Linked DNA regions of Mus musculus: region 2 is linked to region 1. The links are chromatin contacts, called in public Hi-C maps. All regions are on one chromosome and are shown on one strand. Each heading gives the region's core, a stretch centred on a gene start, on an enhancer-like site or on the middle of the called end of the contact. The rest is flanking DNA. Distances are from core to core; before and after follow the strand shown. Region 1 holds the start of Ostc (oligosaccharyltransferase complex subunit (non-catalytic)). Region 2 holds the start of Cenpe (centromere protein E).

Region 1 (4,946 bases), core at 721-3,220:
CCTTGGAGAACACAGCACTGTATTCTTTGGTAGAAAGTAACTGCCATGTTATAACTGGGAACTCTTTAAACTTTTCGAACATAGAATATAACATATTGAACATGCATATTACATACAAACGTTGTTCGTATGTAATTGGTAGTATTTTGGAAAAGGCATAGTCTACAGTTTTATCACACACACGTTTGTTTTTATGTTCCTTTAGACTTTCGTCAGTGCACGATGCCTGAAAAATGCACACATGAATGAGTCAGTTCTCCACGGGCCTCTTTTTCACTCCCGCTATTCTTCATTTCAGACCTGCCCTGAGCATCTCTCCATTTCAGGAAAAATGAACTTCTTTGGCATCACATGTGCTGGTTCCCCAGTATCTCACTATATTGATGCTTCACCAGATATTTATTTAATCTACCCATTTTCAATTTAGTATTTTAAAGTTTTAGAAATAATGACCGTAGTTTAAAAAAAATACTGTCTCTTAAAACTAATGATGTTTCTTCTAATTAAAAACGTTTCAGAGTTTTAACTCAGCCTAGCATATTTGTAGCACTAATTTTGATCCTGGCACCTTTTTAAAAAAGAGAGAGAGAGAAAAAAAAGAAAACCAAAATAATTATGCAGTGAGAAGGATCTGGGCAATGTTACTCCAGCTTTTTATTTATTTATTTTTTTAATGGTTTTTTGAGACAGGGTTTCTCTGTATAGCCTCAGCTGTCCTGGAACTCACTCTGTAGACCAGGCTGTCCTCAAACTCAGAAATCTGTCTGCCTCTGCCTCCCAAGTGCTGGGATTAAAGGTGTGTGCCACCACTGCCCGGCGGTACTCCAGCTTTGTGAGTTAATGAAATACAAGCATGGTATGACACAGCTTGACATGATATCCATATTGTATGTTTTTGAAAAAAAATATATTCATCGCCAGTTCACACTTCATATTTCTGTTGCTTATAGTAAAACTAACAGTAGATGATTTTAGTTCCTTAACTCCTGCTGTGGCTCAAATTTTAAAATCTGAATGGTCCAAGCCACTAACATTTCTACCCCCATTGGCTTGTTATGTTGCTTAAGCTTTTTATCATAGGATACGGGAACGATAAGAGGCACTGCAGCGGAGCTTCTGTATTCCAAAAACATTTCCCCCCTCCTTGCTGTTTTATAATAGCCCGTTATTTCCTTGATTGATCAGGATTACTGTCTCTAGCTAGTAAAGTCCTTTCTTATTTACATTTGATACCTTGGCAGGAAGACACCTGAAGTAGCCAGGTGGCAGGATTTTCCGTTCCAATTTTAGTATTTATGGTGCTGAAGCCGGCGCCCTACTAAGCAGGTAATTAAGGTGAGAAACCAGAATGACTTCAAGATTTTTGGCCTGGGTGATTTTTACTAACTCAGGCGTGACTGAAAATGGTTTAAAGTAATATTTGTTCTGTCACAGTTTGTGGTTGACATGGACTGTGTGGGTTTTATTCATTTATTATTATTATTTTTTATAAAGCCCATACTACTTTGGCAATTACTGCCAATTAGCGTCGCTATACAGCATGAAGAAAAAGCTCAGCGAATTAGAGCTTTTTAAAGCCCCGAGGGGAGACCTCCAATACTAAAAGGGAGCACACATCTAAACTTTCATTCATCCTCCAGCTCTATGAACTTAAGAGTTTCCAGCAGCCAATCAGCTCTCAAGTAGGTGGCGTCAGCAAGTGGGCGGGGCAGTGGGGATGCTAATCTCTCCGCTTCTGTGGCTTGGCCACGTAGGACGCCTTGCAGGTCCTGGAAGGTATATAATAAACAATGATCTCTCAGTAAGAAAAAAGCTTCTAACCCACACTCAAGCCTAAAAACGACCATTATTATTTATTTTTAAATATGTATATTATTTATCAGGTTAGTGCAATTTCTTTCTTTCTACAGTGAATATCTTGTCTCCTTCTGACTTCTACAGACCTGTGGTCCTCGGCTTACGCATGCGCAGTAGGCGGGCGTGTTTCCGGGCGGTGCGGGAGGCTGGAGGCCAGAGGGCTGGCCCTACCGCCGGGGACATGGAGACTCTGTACCGAGTCCCATTCTTAGTGCTCGAATGCCCCAACCTGAAGCTGAAGAAACCGCCCTGGGTGCACATGCCGTCGGCTATGACGGTGTACGCCCTGGTAGTGGTATCTTACTTCCTCATTACCGGAGGTAACTCGGCCGTGATGGGTCGGGTGGGCGCGCAGGCTGCTCGCTCCGGAGGCGCGTGGCCCCCGAGCCGGGCCCCGTAGGCTCACGCCTTTCACTGGAAAGAGATGGTCTCCTCTCTGCCCGCTTTTTCCTTCGAGCGCTGAGTTGGATATAATTGTCAAGTCCAGCTAGTTGTTATTTCTTGCTGTGCATTGTTTGACCAGGGTCTTGGGAACATCATTTTTGAATCACTGTGTTTCCTTGGTTGGTCGAGAGAGTGTGGGACTTTTATTAAACTAATCGTGAGGACCCTGAAATCGTGGAAGAGATCTGATAACCTTTGAGTTTGTTAGTTCAGACCCCAGGGGCTTGGATTGCTTTATGTCAAATCACAGGAATGAGAAGGGAACTTACCGAAGCCACGGTTTTTTTGAGAAATACGTGAGATTGGAATTGAGGCTTGCAAAAAGATGGTGTATCTCAGAGGGCAGAAAATGGGACTCAGAAAATAGAAGGGAAGCAGTGCTTTTTAGATATCTGTCACCAAATCCCTTAAGTGGAAAATGCAGAGGGGTGTGGCTTTGCCTATTGGTGAGTTGGCAGTCCGTCTGCAGGCTCTAGAGCACCCTTTGGAGCGACAGTTCCAGGATGTATCCAGGACTGGGCTTCAGGAATTTAGGAAGTAGTGTACTACTTAATTCAGAAAATTAAAAAGATTTTTGGTTAGCAAAAGTGGTTCAACTTTTTTTAGGGTGTGTGTAGACATATTGCTATTGCTTAACTGCTTTCTGAGGCTACTTGGCATATTTGAAGAGGTAGAAGACAGTATTTAACTGTAGAGTTGGCATTCTACGGAGTGCACATTAACGGAAATGCTAAAGGCCACTTTAAACATTGTTGTTGTTGTTTAAGAAAAAAAAAAAAAAAGACATTACCTGGTGTGTGTGGCGTTAACATTCACTTTTGCTCAGCACAGTGAATCGTGAATATGACACCTAATGCCTTGGGCTTTAAGAACTTAGTGTTCATTCTTGCCAGCTTGTTTCTTGACTTTTGCTTCCTTTGGAGACAGTTTTTGTGAGAAGCCTCAGCTTTCTATTGGGCCACAGTTTTGGTGGTTTTAGAATGGGGTTTGGGGGGAATTTCGCTGCCCCAACCACTGGGTCAAAATGGAAGGGCGCATTTTGTACATTTACCGTTTGGCTTCTGGAATGGCTTCTTCTCAGCATGGCGAGAAGCATGGCAGTCGTGTGCAGGCAGACGTGGTGCTGGGAGAGCTGAAAATTCTAATGGACAGCTTTCTAAAAACTGAGTGTACCTGTACCTAAGCAATGTTGCTGGGAAGGACAGGCGACACTGACTTTCTGTTAACTCAGTGCTGGGATAACAGCAAAGAAAATATAATGACTCTGCCCTCCATAGAAGGTAGTGGAGACATGCTAACTACCGCACAATTGCTTTCTGCTACACAGTAGAGTTTAGAAGCATTGATTTAATTCCAGTATGTTTCCTGGAGAAATGATCTGTTAGTCTGAGTTTGAATGGTTAGAAGGGTCATACTAGAAAAGAAAAAAAAAAAAAGTGTGGACCAACGTGGACCAGGAGACTAGTGAGGTGTTTTGTTCACTTAGACCAGCACTTCTGGCATTTTTCCTCCTATGTGTCCCCATTTTTCCTGACAGATTTTTGCACAACCTTGGGTAAATAGGCATATGTAATAGGTATAAGGTCAAACTTTTACTAGTAAAAGTAACTAGTAAGCTTACTTTACAACAACAATTTGCTAGATACACAATTTATGCTAGTTTTTTCTTATCATGTATACATGTACATATGCATGCATGCCTGCCACTCAGAAGGGGACACTAGATTTCATCATAGATGGTTCAGAGCTACCATGTGGTTTCTGGGAGTTGAACTTAGGACCTCTGAAAGAGCAGTTAATACTCTTAACCTCTGAACCTTCTCTCCAGCCCCTGTTGTGGTATTTTTTAAAGCTGAAAGCAAATTCACATACTAATGAGACAATGTGCCTCTGTATTTTCCATAGAGAATGGAATCTTAGCTGCATATTTGATACTGCAGGATGTAGAGCAGCCTCAGTGTTCATCAGAGCCTTGTTACTCTGTTTCTTTGGTAAACTTGGCACCTCTTTGAGAGATAATGTTGTCTAGATGTCATTCTAAACATTGCTGTAAAGAGACACCATGACCAAGGCAACTCTTATAAAAGAAAACATTTAACTGGGGCTGGCTTATAGTTTCAAAGGTTCAATCCATTAGCATCATGGCAGGAAACATGGCAGTGCCCAGGCAGACATGGTGCTGGAGGGGCTGAATATTCTACAACTTGATCAGCAGGCAGCAGAAGGCAACTGTGTGTGTCTGTTTTACACTGGGCGTAGCTTGAACATTTAAGACCTCAAAGCCCACCTCCACCGTGACACACTTCCTTTGACAAGGCCACACTTCCTCCAGTAAGCATACCTCCTAATAACACCACTTCCTATGGCCAAACATTTTAACATACGAATCTATGGGGTTCATAACTATTGAAACCACCTCACCAAAAATCAGATTAGCTGGATCTTCTTTGATTATAATAATACAATCAAAGAAGCCTTCTTTTTTTTGTTTTGTTTTGTTTTTTGTTTTTTCGAGATAGGGTTTCTCTGTCTAGCCCTGGCTGTCCTGGAACTCAACTTTGTAGACCAGGCTGGCCTCGAACTCAGAAATCTGCCTGCCTGTGCCTCCAAAGTGCTGGTATTAAAGGCATGTGCCACCACCGCCC
Region 2 (4,946 bases), core at 1,773-4,272, 4.5 Mb before region 1:
AACCTCAAGCAATTGATGAGTTCAAATCTTCTATATACATATAGGGCCACCAAAACCTATATAGTACAGAGTCCAAATGCTTGGGAAACTTTTAATCTTGCTTTTATAATCTCTTAAACATACTGTTTTACCTTTAAAAAATATATTAGTATATTAAACAGTTGTTTACTAGGAAGCATTTTATTTTCTATACTTCTGTGCTCAAAATGTTGTCTTCCTAGTTTTAATAAGATGACCACCTAGGGTCTGGGAAAATAGCTCAATTTAGAACACCTTTGCAGTTCAGGTTGGCCTTGAACTCCTGACCCCTTATCTTCAGATTATAGAGTGCAGGGATTGGAGGTCACCACCACCAGGCTAGGAAGCAACGGATGCCATCATAAACTTACCAAATTGGAAAGATTTACCCCCATCGCTCTGATAAATAGCGTTTTTATCTGTTTTCCAGTAAATGTGGGTGGCTTCTCCAAGTTCTTCTTCTCTGGAAGAACGGAATGCTACATTTTAGTACGTGATTCTGGTGGTCACATAACAGGAGGGGTAATTTACAACATTTCATGTCCTAAGGAATAGCAGTAACATACAGCGTCTACTCTGGAAAGGTTGGGACTCAACTCTCCTAAATGGGGCTCAAGGTCTGCTTCTCGCCAGTCCCTACTGAAGCCCTCCACTCGAAGTACCCAGCAATGGAAGAACAGTTCAGGGTGTGACTCTCATTATGTATTAGGACCCTTTTCTAGGGGTGTCTGACTTTTCACATAAGACATAATTTTGTCATCTACAAAGGAAGGAAATGGAAAACACCTCAAGTCAGTTTGAAAAGAAAACAAAAATCTTCCTTTCCTGGCAGGAAAGTTCCCACTGGAGGCTTTAAAACAAAACAAAAGCTTTTTTTTTTTTTTTTTTTTTTGGGTTTGGTTTGGTCTGGTTTGATTTATTTCTTAAAGATTATAATTCTTTTTTTCTGCAAACTGCCAGCTCTGAGAGAGTAGGGTGCAGTTTAGTGGCCACCACCTCCTCTGACATCTCACCTGCCCAGAAAAATGCAGAAGACCTAGGGTGCCTACCAAGCCCAGTGCCTTCCCCCTTTTTTTGAAATGTCAACTTCACAGCTGACTGAGCCTTGCAGAGGTGCAGAGTCATGACATCACCAGACAGTCCACATGCAGAGAGGGCTGGCAGTGTTCTGAGTGTGGCACAAAGACTGGAAAACTGAGAGCTACTGAGCTGGGGAAAGATCTTGTATTACCGGAGAACCTTGCAATACAAAGTTTCAAAAATCTGGGTAGTGGTGGCACACACTTTTAATTCCAGCACTAGGGAGGCAGAGGCAGGTGGATCTCTATGAATTGGAGGCTAGCCTGGTCTATGGAACTGAGTTCCTGGATAGCCAGGGCTACACAGTGAAACCCCATCTCAAAACACCTCCACCACCCAACCAAAACCGACCAACCGCCCCCCCCCCCAACCAAATAAACAAACAAAAATTAAAAAAAAAAACCCAAACCTCTTGCAAAATGAAGATTTAAGTAATATAATTTTATGTTTAACTATATTCATAACTATCTTTGTCTGCATAGGCTCTACTTCCTCTCTGAAATCTTTAAAAAAAACAAAAAAACTTCTGGAATCTTCCGGAATACTTGACATGCCCTAAATCCCCTGAACTATGTCACTAATCTCTTTCTGTTCTTTACTTTGAGACATTGTCTCACCTTGTTGGCCTGGAACTCACTAGGTAGCCCAGGCTGGTCTACAACTAAGATACACCTCCCTCTGTCTTCTGAGTGCTGGGGTTAAAGGCCTGTGCCACCATGACAGACACCACTAATCTCTTCAGTGCCACCTTCCTCTAAATTCCTATTCGTACCAAACACCACATCAGTCAAGCAATCTGGAAGTTGAATCTCTGTGATCTATCCATCAATGAACCACCTATTCTGTAGTGTTAGCGTTTTCCTGACACCAGGTACCCCATGTCTCTGAAGGCCCAGTGGCTCTTTCAACATTCTGCACAGTTTTGTTTTGTTTTTCTTTTTTTTTTCTGTGTATCGTTAACGGCTTATGTCTATAGATATACTGTTTTAGTTTGCTTTGTGCTGCTGTGATAAAATATCATGACCAAAAGCAACTTGGAGTGGAAAAGGTTTATATCAAAAGCAACTTGGAACGGAGAAGGTTTATATCAGCCTACACTTCCAGCCCCAGGGAAAGTCAGGGCAGGGTCGCAAGCAGGAGTGGAGGCAGAATTCATGAAGCACATTGTTTATTGTCTTGCTCTCTCTGGGTTTTGCCTACGTAGCTGTCTTACACAGCCTTGAGTTCCATGAGTAAGAATGGAACCACCCAGACTGGCCTAAGCACTGCCCATATCAACCAGGAACTAAGATTCCACCACAAGGACATGCCCACTGGCCAACTTCATCCAGGTAGTCCTCCAATGGAGACTCCCTTAGATATAGCTGGCTGTCAAGTCAACAGCTAATGCTAACTAGGAGCCAGCTTTTTCCCAAATTAGGGAAGGAACTTAAATGCAAGAAATAATCAATTTTGAGAATCTCGCCTATCGACCACCCGTTTAATACCAATTTCTCAAGCTTTAGCATCTCTAGCTGAAGGCCAGAAGCCAGCAAACCCAGTAGACTTCATCAACCCCCTCTTGTCTTTTCTTTCTGGCATTCCCGACCTTTTCCCACTACTGAACATTCACTGTCTCCGTCCATCAGGCGAGGACGGCAGTGTCCCCTGAGCAGAACTACGCGCAGTCGGACCGTGTTTTCGGGGAAACGGAGTCCTGCACCCGGGTGTCGGTGTGACTCGGGGCAGCGCGGGCTGGGACGCAGGTCCCCACGCCGCCCCAGGCCGCCTACCTGCTGTTGAGGGGTCGCACACGAACACAGACAGCCACTGAAGCCTCCTCGGCCATCCTGTCCGCTGCAGACTAAGGGAAACGAAGGAGAGCAACGGCGCCGACCGAGCTCCCGGGCCGCCCCGCCTTTAAGTTTAAAATGTCCTCAAGGTTGCAGCGGATTGGGTGGCGCAGCGTCATGACGTCACGGGACAGTCCAAGTGCTGCGGCGAGTGGGGGTTGCGGGGGGAAAGGCGGGGCGAGTCCATGGATGGGGAAGGCGGGGGAGACTCAGAGATCCCGGAACTGAGAGCCTCAGAACTCAGCTGGAGAGAAGTTTTGTGTTAGAGTCACGCCTGCAGAACAAAAGAATTATAATCTTAAAAAACAAACAAACAAGAACTCCAGACTAGACCAAACCAAAAAAAGCTTTCGTTTTGTTTTAAAGCCTCCAATGGGAACTCACTGCCCAGCCAGGAAAGGAAGATTTTCTTTTCTTTTGGAACTGCTTTGAGGCGTTGTTGTTTCTTTTCTTTAACTTTCATTTCTCTGGACGGTGAGTGTAAGAGCCTCATGTAAGGGAGAGAATCATTGACACCTGGGAAAATGTTGTGGGGACATGACAGTGCTGCACACTAGAGCATGGATTACCCGAGAAATCCCCAGTACTAGGCATGGAACACTTCTTTTCATGTTGGTTAGAGTAATCCAAGAGGCTCCCAAAATAATAAAGCTACGCCTTAGGGACGAGGCTTCTAGCTCAGAAACAGCTGGAATTTTCTAATTCCCGACAAGTCTGAAGTATGTGGTGTCTCCAGGCAACAATGACTTAACCTTCAGCCTCAGGGAGGCAACCAAGGACAATTTGGGGATGTCAGTTCTCTCCTACCACTAGGTTCTAGGGATTCAACTTTAGCTTGGCAGCCAGTGACTTTACTCACTGAGCTATCTTCCCTGCCCTGTTTTAACTTTTTTTTTTTTTTTTAAAGTGGGCAAATATATATTTAGCTGTAGGGAACAAACTTATGAAGGGGAAGAAATGTTATGTCATTAAAGGCTCAGAGGCAAGGAAGGGATTTTTTAGAGCAAGAGTATTATTTTCACAGCTGTGATTTTGTCACACTGTCTTTGCTAACATTATATAGCAGGCAGTATTTATTAAAGATTGACTGTATTCCACTATATGATCTATGCTGTTCATCAAGAGATAATTATTAGAAGGAAAAAGAGAGGGACTGAGAGGGTAGCAGAAGAGGTGAATTTGACAAAAGGACGTAATATTCAGGTATGAAAATGTCATAACAAAATGAAACGTCTTGTACAATTAATATACACTAATGAGAAAGAGATGGTGCTTGATGGTTCAAGGCCAATGGGGGCAGTTTAATCAGTCTCACAATAACTGAAAAGGGGGCCGGAGCTGGGGAATCCTGCATCATTCTGTTCAATTCCTAACAGTACAGAAAAAGAGATATTCATTGTGAAACTGTTTTATGTTGTGCTTTTTTTTTTCAAACCCAGATACCAATTGTTTGATTTTACCAAAGAAGCCTAGGGAGCCAGATGCTGGGTATAAAAGCCTGCTAGCTCAGAGAGTCAGAGGAAGCACCCCGCTGACCCTCCTCCTCAGCTGATGTTCCAAAAGGAAGCTCTCCTTCTCAAAAACCCCTCAATTTCCCTTCTATTTCCTGTGCGTCTCTCTATCCGTCCTCCTGACTTCCTCTTATTTTCCATTAATAGTCCTGTTCTAAGTAAATCCAAATGGCTGTGATCAAAGGTGTGTGCTAGGGCTGACCCACACCACAACTACAAACAGATGTTTTCCAGTAAATAACCCAATCTTGGGGTTCTCAGTGTGATCAAATGTCCTGCAACAATGTTGAATATTTTTCCAGGCTTAGAAAACAACAAGCATGACTACAGCAGAGTATATGTGGCTTCTTATTCTTTTAGAAGCGGTAGTAATACGCACAAGTATCTCTGTCTCTCCCAGGGTAGAGAGAACAAAAGACATTAGTGAGCATGAGAGCTTCTCATGAAAGGCACTCTTGTGGAAGAAGCAGGCAGTGCATAATAAATAGCAACATAACGATTGCAT

What was found. Hi-C and Micro-C count contacts between places; a contact is called where the count stands out from the background.
Region 2: a Hi-C map of neutrophils shows a contact between it and region 1, with 10 times the contacts expected there. The contact joins the promoter of Cenpe here to the promoter of Ostc in region 1. A contact is called at or near these places in 1 of 39 promoter capture datasets (pre-B cells) and 1 of 484 Hi-C or Micro-C datasets (neutrophils).

What each region holds. Positions count from the first base shown.
Region 1 is chr3:130,706,468-130,711,413 of GRCm38.p6, reverse strand. It overlaps Ostc (oligosaccharyltransferase complex subunit (non-catalytic)), which reads left to right and starts at 1,970. Exons shown (of 4, transcript NM_025509.3): 1 at 1,970-2,177. The coding sequence starts at 2,039.
Region 2 is chr3:135,210,639-135,215,584 of GRCm38.p6, reverse strand. It overlaps Cenpe (centromere protein E), which reads right to left and starts at 3,022. Exons shown (of 46, transcript NM_173762.4): 1 at 2,871-3,022; 2 at 390-481. The coding sequence starts at 2,926.